3 separate regions of the Sus scrofa genome follow, and all the other regions are linked to region 1. The links are chromatin contacts, called in public Hi-C and HiChIP or PLAC-seq maps. All regions are on one chromosome and are shown on one strand. Each heading gives the region's core, a stretch centred on a gene start, on an enhancer-like site or on the middle of the called end of the contact. The rest is flanking DNA. Distances are from core to core; before and after follow the strand shown. Region 1 holds the start of ZNF526 (zinc finger protein 526). Region 2 holds the start of RABAC1 (Rab acceptor 1). Region 3 holds the start of ATP5SL (ATP synthase subunit s-like protein).

Region 1 (3,166 bases), core at 269-2,768:
GGAACCTCCATATGCCCCAGGAGTGACCCAAGAAGTGGCAAAAAAGACCAAAAAAAAAAAAAAAAAAGTTGGTGACTGAGCGCACATGGCACGCCCTGCCTCCCCCACTTATGTGACTCAAAGTTAGGGCTGGCACGCCTTGAAACAGATCTCCTTCCCCAACTGGTTCCCCACCCCCGGAATTATCACCCCCTTGAGAGGTGGGAGGGCTGGGTTCTACCTGGCATAAGCTCAGCACTAGCTCTGCTTGGGCTGCAGCAGTGACCTCTAAAGAGTCCCTTCCTCTCTCTCCAGTGGCAGCTGTCATCTACTGAAACTCAGCCTTGGGCTGGACACACAGTTGGCCCCTAGTAACTGAATATCATTGAATCAACTGACAAGAGAGAGGAAAGGGAAAGCAATTTTACAAACTAGGAAGGACCATGTCCACGTTAGGTGGTTACAGTGAGCATTCACAGTGTAGGAGGCCCTATGCTGAGTGCTTTTACCTGTTTGATTTCATCCAGTCCCTTCACCCGTCTTTGAGGTGAATATGATTCAAGACCATTTTAGGAGTTCCCGTCGTGGCGCAGTGGTTAACGAATCCGACCAGGAACCATGAGGTTGCGGGTTCGGTCCCTGCCCTTGCTCAGTGGGTTAACGATCCGGCGTTGCCGTGAGCTGTGGTGTAGGTTGCAGACGCGGCTCGGATCCCGCGTTGCTGTGGCTCGAGTTGCTGTGGCTCTGGCGTAGGCCAGTGGCTACAGCTCTGATTCGACCCCTAGCCTGGGAACCTCCATATGCCGCGGGAGTGGCCCAAGAAATAGCAAAAAAGACCAAAAAAAAGACCATTTTATTATTATTATTATTATTTTGCTTTTTAGGGCCGAACCCTCAGCATATGGAAGTTCCCAGGCTAGAGGTTGAATCAGAGATGCAGCTGCCAGCCTATGCCACAGTGACACAGGATCTGAGCCACTTCTTCGACTTATACCACAGCTCATGGCAACGCCAGATCCTTAACCCACTGAGTGAGGCCAGGGATCGAACCCGCATCCTCATGGATACTGGTCAGGTTCTTAACCCGCTGAGCCAGGACAGGAACTCCCAAGCCCATTTTACGGAGGAGTTAAAGTGAGGCCCAGAGGTGGGTAAGAACCCCAAGTGTGTTGACTCTAAAGCTGTGCTCTCAGAGATGCTCAGTCTTCAGTTATGAAATGACATTTCTGTCAAGGTTTTCCACAACCCAGTCCACTCTAAGGACCCTCGTTTTCCAATGACACCCACTTCTCTCCACTTTCAGGCTTGTCAGGAGCGGCAAGGGAGAACTACGCAGGCGCTGCTCCGAGCCCCGCCCACAGGTCCCGGTGTGTGCGTGGAGAAACTCGCGGAGCTCCGCCTGAGCGTCCACACGCAGGCGCAAGAGCGCGTGTCCTCCGCTTTCGGCTCGGATTGGCCGCAACGGGTGAGGGCACCGCCCAATGGGAGGCGTGGATAGTGAGGGGTCCCTCACGCCTGGAGCGGAGGGTCTGTGTCAAGAGCGGCGGGGGCTGCAGGAGGCAAGAGAGACGGGTGAGGGCGCCGCGGGGCGGGTAGGCGAAGAGAGCGCTGGGTGAACGGAGAGGGCGGAGGGAGAATGAAGGGGACCCCGGGGGTCGAGGAGCTTTGGGGCCTGCGCTAGAGCGGGAGCGGCGCGGAGTGAAACGAGAGCGCTCCTTCCTCTGTGCCCTGGAGCGTTGATTGAGCTCTTGCGGTGTGTAGGATCTTACGGTTGAACTTGCCGTTCTCCTGCCCTTTGCAAAGAGCTCTCAGGCTGCGAAGCTGATAAGTCTGGTCAGAAAAAAGGATGTGTCTCAGGAAAGTTGAACTTCCAGGCCCCTGGTGGGGTCCTTCCTGAAAAGACTTAAACTGATCTATTGTATAACAAAATCCATCCTTCCCCCAAATAGTTTACAATCCAAGATTGGGAAAGGAGAAATGTAAACTAGCAAAGTCCAAATTTCAGGTCTCTCGGGCCGCCTTCTCGACATTTACTGGGTGCCTACTTTGAGTAAGACTTGCACCAGGCACTGGGCCTCACTGGAGGGGAGTTCTCTGTTGGAAGTGGGACTGTAAACAATGAAAAGTTGAGCTCTCAGACCCCTGGTTGACTGCTTCCAGGAAGATCCGTTATTGAAGGGCTGTTGTGTGCCAGTGTCTGGGCAACTCAAAAACTAGTAAGGGAGCTGGAAAGTTTAGTCTTTGGCTTTTAGTGAATCATTTACTCAAGGGGTATTTATTGGACACCAGCTGATAGCAGGGCCCTCTGCTGGGTGGTGTTATTGTGGTAATTTACAGTCTAATGGGGGGGCTGGTCTGATGGAAGAAGAGGAATGTATACAGAGACAGTTAAACTCTCAGGGCCACACTTCCTGGAGGGAGCATTATTCATTCACCAGATGTCTGCTGGGGTGCCTGTTGTGGTGAACAGACTAAAATCCCTGCTCTCTGGAAACTTAACATGAGCAATGCTTGTGTGCAGAGCTGTAAGCTAAACTCTGTCTGCCTTCTGGCACTAACAGATGAGTTTAAGAAGAGGTAGAGTTCCCACTGTGGCTCAGCGGTAACGAACCCAACCAGTATCCGTGAGGATACGGATTCAATCCTTGGGCTCGCTCAGTGGGTTAAGGATCCGGCGTTGCCAGGAGCTGCGGTGTAAGTCAAAGACAGGCTCAGATCTGGCATGGCTGCGTAGCCGTGGTGTAGGCTGGCAGCTGTAGCTCTGATTCCACCCCTAGCCCGGGAACATCCATATGTCACAGGTGCGGCCCTTGGAAAAAAAAGCAAGAAGAAATGGAGATAATGGGGGTTATATTTGGAAAATTACTGCTTAGCCCTGTGGGGGTCCTTTGCTGGGATTCTGAGCCCCTGCTGTGTGAAGGGGCCCGGGTTGGGTTGAGCTCACACATGTAGAGGGAGATGGGGCACATAGAGGAAAGTTCAGAATTTAAAATCCCTGTCCTGTAGTATCCATGAGGATGTGGGTTCGATCCCTGGCCTCAGTGGATTAAGGATCCAGCATTGCCATAAGCTGTGGTGTAGGTCGCAGATGGAGCTCAAGATCGTGTGTTGCTGTGGCTGTGGTGTAGACTGGCAGCTACAGCTCTGATTCGACCCCTAGCCTGGAAGCGTCCATATGCCTCAAGTG
Region 2 (3,166 bases), core at 377-2,876, 230 kb before region 1:
AAAGCTGAGAGATGGCTGTATAGACATCTGGCTTCTTGTGGCAGATTGGAAAGTCAGACTTGCAAACCCTGGCGGCAGCAGTGGCTGAAGACAAGTTGTGACTATGCTCTGGACGCTCCCTCTGTGCCCTGTGCTCGCCTGACATGCTCCTCCACCCAGCCCACCCTTACCAGATACATAACTGGCAGGCTTCTGATGGATTCTGTCTTAGGTCTACCTGTTTCTTTGATTCCAACTCCCCCTTATCTCCACTCCAAACCTTGAGTTTCCCTTAGTTGGGAACTCAGGCCCTCTTTCTTCCCAGTGGTGCTTGGTGCCAGTCTAGGACCACATGAGCCACAGGCCTCAGCTTCCCTCTGAGAAGTCCCAAGATTTTTCTACTCCCATCCCAGGAAGCACGAAAGGGGGAGGACAGATTTAGGCTAGAGTAAAGTCGCCACCTGGCGTCCAATGTGGGTACTTGCAGCTGATGCTTTTGGCAGATGAGGGAGAGAGAAGGAGGAGGTTTAAAAGGCCAGCGGCTAGGTGGAGTGGTTCTTGGATATCTTCTGGGTTTGGGAAACAGCAATTTGGGGGGACTGAGAGTGGATAGGAGCATCAGGTGTGGGTATGGGGAATCTACTGTAGGTCTAGGATTGGGCAGACTTGGGTTCAAAAGGACTCAGGTTTGAGGTCTAAGGCTTGGATTCAAAGAGCCAGGATCAGAGGAGTTTGGGCAGATTTCTCACCAAACAGCACAAACTTGGACTGCAACGTGCGCAGATAGAGGATGTAACAGGCGCCAAAGAAGACAGCCAGAGCTACCAGCAGCATGGGCGATGTTACCCTGGAGGAGGGCAGGGAGGCACAGTCAGGCCGCTGGGGCTGCGTCAGACACGAAGGCCCTGACCTTCTACACCTGGGGACGTCCTTAGGACCACGCAAGTCTAGGTCATGTTTGGTCCCCCTGCATCCCAGCCAGGCTGATGGAGTAGGGACCTGGTCCTCTGGGGTAAAGATCCCACAGAGCTATCCCATGGGGACAGGGCCTGGCCAGTGCAGACATGGCAGCCTGGCGGGGGCGGGGCCTGGCTGAGGGGGGCTGTTCTGGCCAGAGAGACACTCACACGCAGTACAGGATGAGGCCCAGGAACACAAACACATAGTTGCTTTGGTAGTATTCCACGTTGCGTACGAGGCGCTGGCAAAGCTCGCCCAGGTTGCGGGGACGCGAAAAACGCCGCTGGTCCACGAAGGAGCCCCAGGGGCGGATGGTAGCACGGCGCCGCTCCAGCCACTCACGGCCCGCGCCAGAGGGAATCAGTTTCGGCAGCAGGGTCCTGGGGGGTGCGGGACCAGGTCAGCGGTAGACCGGGTTGGAGCCCGGACCCCCGAGCAAGAAGGGGGCCGAGGGGAGCGGGACTCCGGGGTTCTGGGGGGCGGGGGAGATATGGTCCAGGACTCCTGGATTCCAGGGGAGGAAGGGATTGAGCCGGGGCCAGGAGTCCGGATTCCTAACTCCCCAGGGATGAGGGGCGAGAAGCCATGACTCTCGGGTCTAGGTCAGGGGGGCTAGATTAGACTTGCTTACGTGGCGCTCAGCCCTTCCGCCTCGGCATCCTTCTGCTGGTCCTTCTCGGCCGCCATGTCTGTGTTGTGAGGGGAAGAACCGCTGTAACGAGGCTGGGGCCCTCCACACCCCACGGGCCCCGCCCGAAACCGGCCTCACTCGAAGTGGCCGGAGGGGACGTGGCGCCGTTCCGGCGCCGCTGGGGGCGGTAGGTTTGTCACGGAGTATTATGGGAGTTGTAGTCCTGACGATGTCGGGGAGAGTAGGCGCCCTGGTGGCTGCATGGCTCGAGGAGCACCTTGGGAGATGTAGTCGCGTAAAGCGACGTGGGTGCCTCGGGGGCATTGTGGGAGTTGTAGTTTCAAAGGTAGGACGTGCGAGGTCAGAGAAAGTGAGCTGTCAGGAGTCAGGGTGTCGGGGGAGTGTAAAGGCAGAAGACGTCGTGTACTACCCCGAGCAGTCTCTGTACAGTGGGGACTGTGTAGGGCTGTCATTCTGACTCTAAGGATATTAAAAAAAACCGTGATTAAACACTCAGATGTTCTGATTTATCAGATCTGGGGTGAGACCCATTCACTGGCTCTTTTTTTTTTTTTGTGGCAGGCAGGGAGTGGGGTGGGTGGGGACATGCTACGTTTTCTGGCTAAGGATCGAACCCTAGCCACAGCAGCAACCCTAGCACAGCAGTGACAGTGGGGGATCCTGAGCCACCAGGGAACTCATGGACCACATTTGAATAGTGAGACTGTAGAATATTTGTAGGAATCCATTCCATCCTTCTTCAAAGGCTAGTGAGGGGGCCATGGTTGCTGAAGGGGGTTATCTAAGATGGGGAGCAAAGCTCCCCCACAACTCTGGGCTCCTAAGGATGGATGGGTTAGGATTAGGACCTCAAGGATGCCCCTGCTATGGAGAGGGTAAAGGGAAGTAGGGGAAAGTAAAGGGGTGAGTTGTTTTTTTTTTTTTTTAATCTTTTTTTATTCCAGTTTTATTGAGGGGAATGAGGGATTTTAATTTTTAATTTTTATTTATTTATTTATTGTCATTTTAGGGCCACACCCGTGGCATGTGGAGGTTCCCAGGCTAGGGGTCGAATCAGAGCTGCAGCTGCTGGCCCACACCACAGCCACAGCAAGGCGGGATCCGAGGCACATCTGTGACCTACACCACAGCTCACAGCAACGCCAGACACTTAACCCACTGAGCAAGGCCAAGGATCAAATACGCGTCCCCATGGATACTTGTTGGGTTTGTTACCACTGAGCCATGATGGGAACTCTGAGAATTTTTAAAAGACGGAGTAGTTACAACTAAAAGAACTGGATTTCTTGGGTCAGAGGTCAAAATCCAGCCTGTGTTGATTTCATCAACTCCCTGTCTTCATTGGACAGTGAAGATCATCCTGGTTCCACACTCATGGGTTAAGGTTGGGTTGAATGATCCATGTGAAGTGCTTGAAAGAGTCTTGCTATTTTATAACCACTCAATAAATGGTGATGTTGTTTTTGCCACTACATTGTCATGAATGTTATGATTATTTCTAGAGTTCAGCCTTCTCAAATATGTCTGTAACGTAGTTGCTGCTGCTGGCCCCTTGGATGTCCCAAAGAGGGACTG
Region 3 (3,166 bases), core at 284-2,783, 150 kb after region 1:
GGGAACTCCTCTCCTGTCTCTTTACATCTATATTGTTTTTTTGTTTTTGTTTTTGTCTTGTAGGGCCAAACTTGCAGCACATGGAGGTTCCCAGGCTAGGGGTCAAATTGGAGCTGTAGTGGTCCACCTACGCCAGAGCCATAGCAATGCAGGATGGGAGCCACGTCTGTGACCTACACCACAGGTCAGGGCAATGCAAGATCCTCAACCCACTGAAGGAGGCCAGGGATTGAACTCATGTCCTCATGGATGCTAGTCGGGCTTGTTAACCACTGAGCCAAGACAGTAACTCCTACATCTATATCTTGATTCTTCCTTACCAGTTCTCAATTTTCTCACTTGCAAAGTGGGAACAATAATAATAACAACTAGGGAGTTCCTGTCGTGGCACAGTGGTTAACGAATCTGACTAGGAACCATGAGGTTGCGGGTTTGATCCCTGTCCTTGCTTAGTGGGTTAAGGATCCAGCGTTGCTGTGAGCTGTGGTGTATAGGTTGAAGACATGGCTCGGATCCCGCATTGCTGTGGCTCTGGCGTAGGCCGGCGGCGGATACAGCTTCAATTAGGCCCCTAGCCTGGGAACCACCATATGCCGTGGGAAGCAGCCCTAGAAAAGGCAAAAAGACCAAAAAACAAAAAAACAAAAAAAAAACCAACTCGATCTCTGAGAGCTGCAATGAGAAAGATATGAGATGATTATGTCAAATTACAGTAAACTCCATACAAGAGAGCTCTATTGTTATTATTGCTTTTAGTATTTTAATATCTCAATTGGTACCTGTTTTTCTCTGTGCTTCCACATGAGTCTCAGGTACCCTCCTGCTGTGGGCTCTTTTTTTACCCTGCACCCGCCCCTGGCTTCCCTTTTGGGGATGAAGAAAGGGAGTTATGGAGGCCAGAGCTTCTTCTAAGCTCTTCCTCTGCATCTCTGGTCCACACACCAAGTCAGGACCCAGAACTCTTGCCTGGGGACAAAGCCTGGCCCCAATACCATAAATAGCTAATAAAATCCTGAACCACGAATCTGTCATCCTTGGAGTCCCCGTTCCTAGAGCAAGACTCTTCAGGTTCATAGCTCCCTCCTCCCTCGAGATCCAGGAATCCTAGCCGCTCAACCTCCTCCTATCTCAGACCCAGAAGCCTAGGCTCCTTAGCCCCTCCTCCAACGAATTCTGCCTCTCAAGACCCATTCAGGACAGGTTCAGGCTGTCGAACAGCCCAGCTACGTGGCAGCCAGAAGTTTTATTCCCGGTCCTTCTGCAATTAACCCTCGCGCTCAGCTCTCTCCCATTTCTCTTTGCAGAGGCGTGTCTGACACTCGAGCACGCCCTGGAGTCGATCTGTGATAAGGTACCCACAACGTCAGTCACTATCCTCTAGCCAATAGGCACTCGGCCTCCACTCCCTGAGCCACTCAGGGCAGGGCGCGTTCCTTAGTAGGTGGTGCCTACAGCCCAAGTCGGACAGCGATAGGGTCTGGAAGACGCCAGTCTCTGCCAGTCCTAACAGTCGGCCAATAGGCTGGGCCCTTGCCGGGTTGGTGTCGTGGACGCTGGAGGGGCCCTTGAGCGGACAGGTTCTGCAAGTCTGGCCGGATAAGCCTTTCATAGCACGCCTCACATTGGGATCCTGGACATAGCTCGAGCGGGAAACGGTGAGGTTTGTTTGGTGAGGCACGAGGCGGAGCGGGGAGCTTAGCTGGGAGGAGAGAGACTGAGTCCGGGATGCATGCATGATCTCAGAAATTCATCCATCCATTCGTTCCCTTCCTCCCACTCTAAACCTGATTCTCTTCTGCCCCTACACGCCCTGCTCACCCATACATTCAGTCCTTCCTGCCCTCATTAAGTTCCTCACTCACACTTGCTCATTAACATGCTCAACCACCTATTAGTTGAACATTTTCTGGGTCTTCCAGTGTTCCAAGCCTAGTGCTGGGCAATGGTGTGACCAAGGTGAATCAGACCTGGGCTCTGCCCTTCAGGAGCCAAGGTCAAATGGGAGGATAGACCCACATATTGATGTACAGGGGTGTGCAGAAGCAGGAGCGTCCGGAAGAGTCTTTTGGGGGTTTAGTGGGTCAGGAAAGGGTTTCCGGAGGAGCTGTTGGAGCTGGATATCAGAGGAGTAGAAGATACCAAGCACCGCTGGAGAAGAGACTGTGGGGAGGGTGTTTCAGCATGAGCAAAGACGGGGGCTTGCAGGAGGGTACTGTGTATAGATGCTCAAGTGGAAGGCCAGACGGGTAAAGCTGGCAGAGATGAAGGGCTGGGTAGAGGCCAGGCTGAGGAGCTTGGGTTTTGTTTTGGTCGGGAGGGGTAATAAGGATCCATGGAATAGTTTAAAGCAGGGAAGCCTGACTCAGGGCTGGAGCCAGAACTGGAGGAATGAGACTGGAAGTCCTTGGTAGTAGTTGGCTTGGGTAGGGAACCGGCAGGAGGCAGAAAAAAACCAATATGGGGCCCAATGGGCTCTGAGATGAGGGGGTGCCCAGGAAAAGACCTAGAGCTTTGGCTTGGGGGGTTGGGGATGATGGAGCTGTTCCTGAGATGGAGATAGGAAGGCAGAACAGGTTGGATGGGTGATGACTGTTTTGGCAGAGATGAGCAAGGGGTCCTAAGGGCTGGACAGGGAGACCTGTGACTCAGGCCAGTGGGTCTGGACCTTCAGGGAGAGTTCTGGGATCCTTCCCCCACCACAGGTCTTAACTCAGAAATCACTTGTGAGAATGGGGACCTCCAAGGTGAGGGCCCCCATCTCCCCAAACTTTTAGGAAGCTGTTCTTTCTTGTGCATCTTTGTTTCTCCCTCCCTTCTTTCCTTGGCAGCATTAATACATGTTCTGTCATCTTGAAACACACACACTCTGTATCAAGCTTCCATGAATTATCTCATTAGACCTGAGTGTCCTCTCATCCCCTGGCTCTTCTGTAACCTCTCCTCCATCCTCAGTAAGTCTTATTTATGCATCTTCAGTTATGGCTCTACGATCTGCTGCGCCCTCTGCTTCTACTCCCTATCTTCATGGCCCCTGTTCCCAGCCTCTTCTTTTGCTTCCTGGGCTCTAGTCTCACCCTTTTTAGTCCATCCCCCAGTTTCCCACTAGACTCTTTCAGTGTCTGAACTGATCTGTCCCTCCACTGCTCAAAGCCCTTCTGTGGCTCCC

What was found. Hi-C and Micro-C count contacts between places; a contact is called where the count stands out from the background. HiChIP or PLAC-seq counts read pairs in DNA pulled down with a chosen protein or histone mark.
Region 2: a contact with region 1 is called in an H3K27ac HiChIP or PLAC-seq map of alveolar macrophages. The contact joins the promoter of RABAC1 here to the promoter of ZNF526 in region 1. A contact is called at or near these places in 1 of 47 Hi-C or Micro-C datasets (liver) and 1 of 2 datasets of contacts at active chromatin or transcription factors (alveolar macrophages).
Region 3: a Hi-C map of liver shows a contact between it and region 1, with 4 times the contacts expected there. The contact joins the promoter of ATP5SL here to the promoter of ZNF526 in region 1. A contact is called at or near these places in 3 of 47 Hi-C or Micro-C datasets (epiblast stem cells, heart right ventricle and liver).

The regions. Positions count from the first base shown.
Region 1 is chr6:49,706,833-49,709,998 of Sscrofa11.1, reverse strand. ZNF526 (zinc finger protein 526) reads left to right here and starts at 1,518. Exons shown (of 3, transcript NM_001267848.1): 1 at 1,518-1,551.
Region 2 is chr6:49,932,048-49,935,213 of Sscrofa11.1, reverse strand. It overlaps RABAC1 (Rab acceptor 1), which reads right to left and starts at 1,626. Exons shown (of 5, transcript NM_001031795.1): 1 at 1,571-1,626; 2 at 1,107-1,319; 3 at 729-826. The coding sequence starts at 1,626.
Region 3 is chr6:49,561,122-49,564,287 of Sscrofa11.1, reverse strand. ATP5SL (ATP synthase subunit s-like protein) reads left to right here and starts at 1,533. Exons shown (of 6, transcript XM_021094422.1): 1 at 1,533-1,655.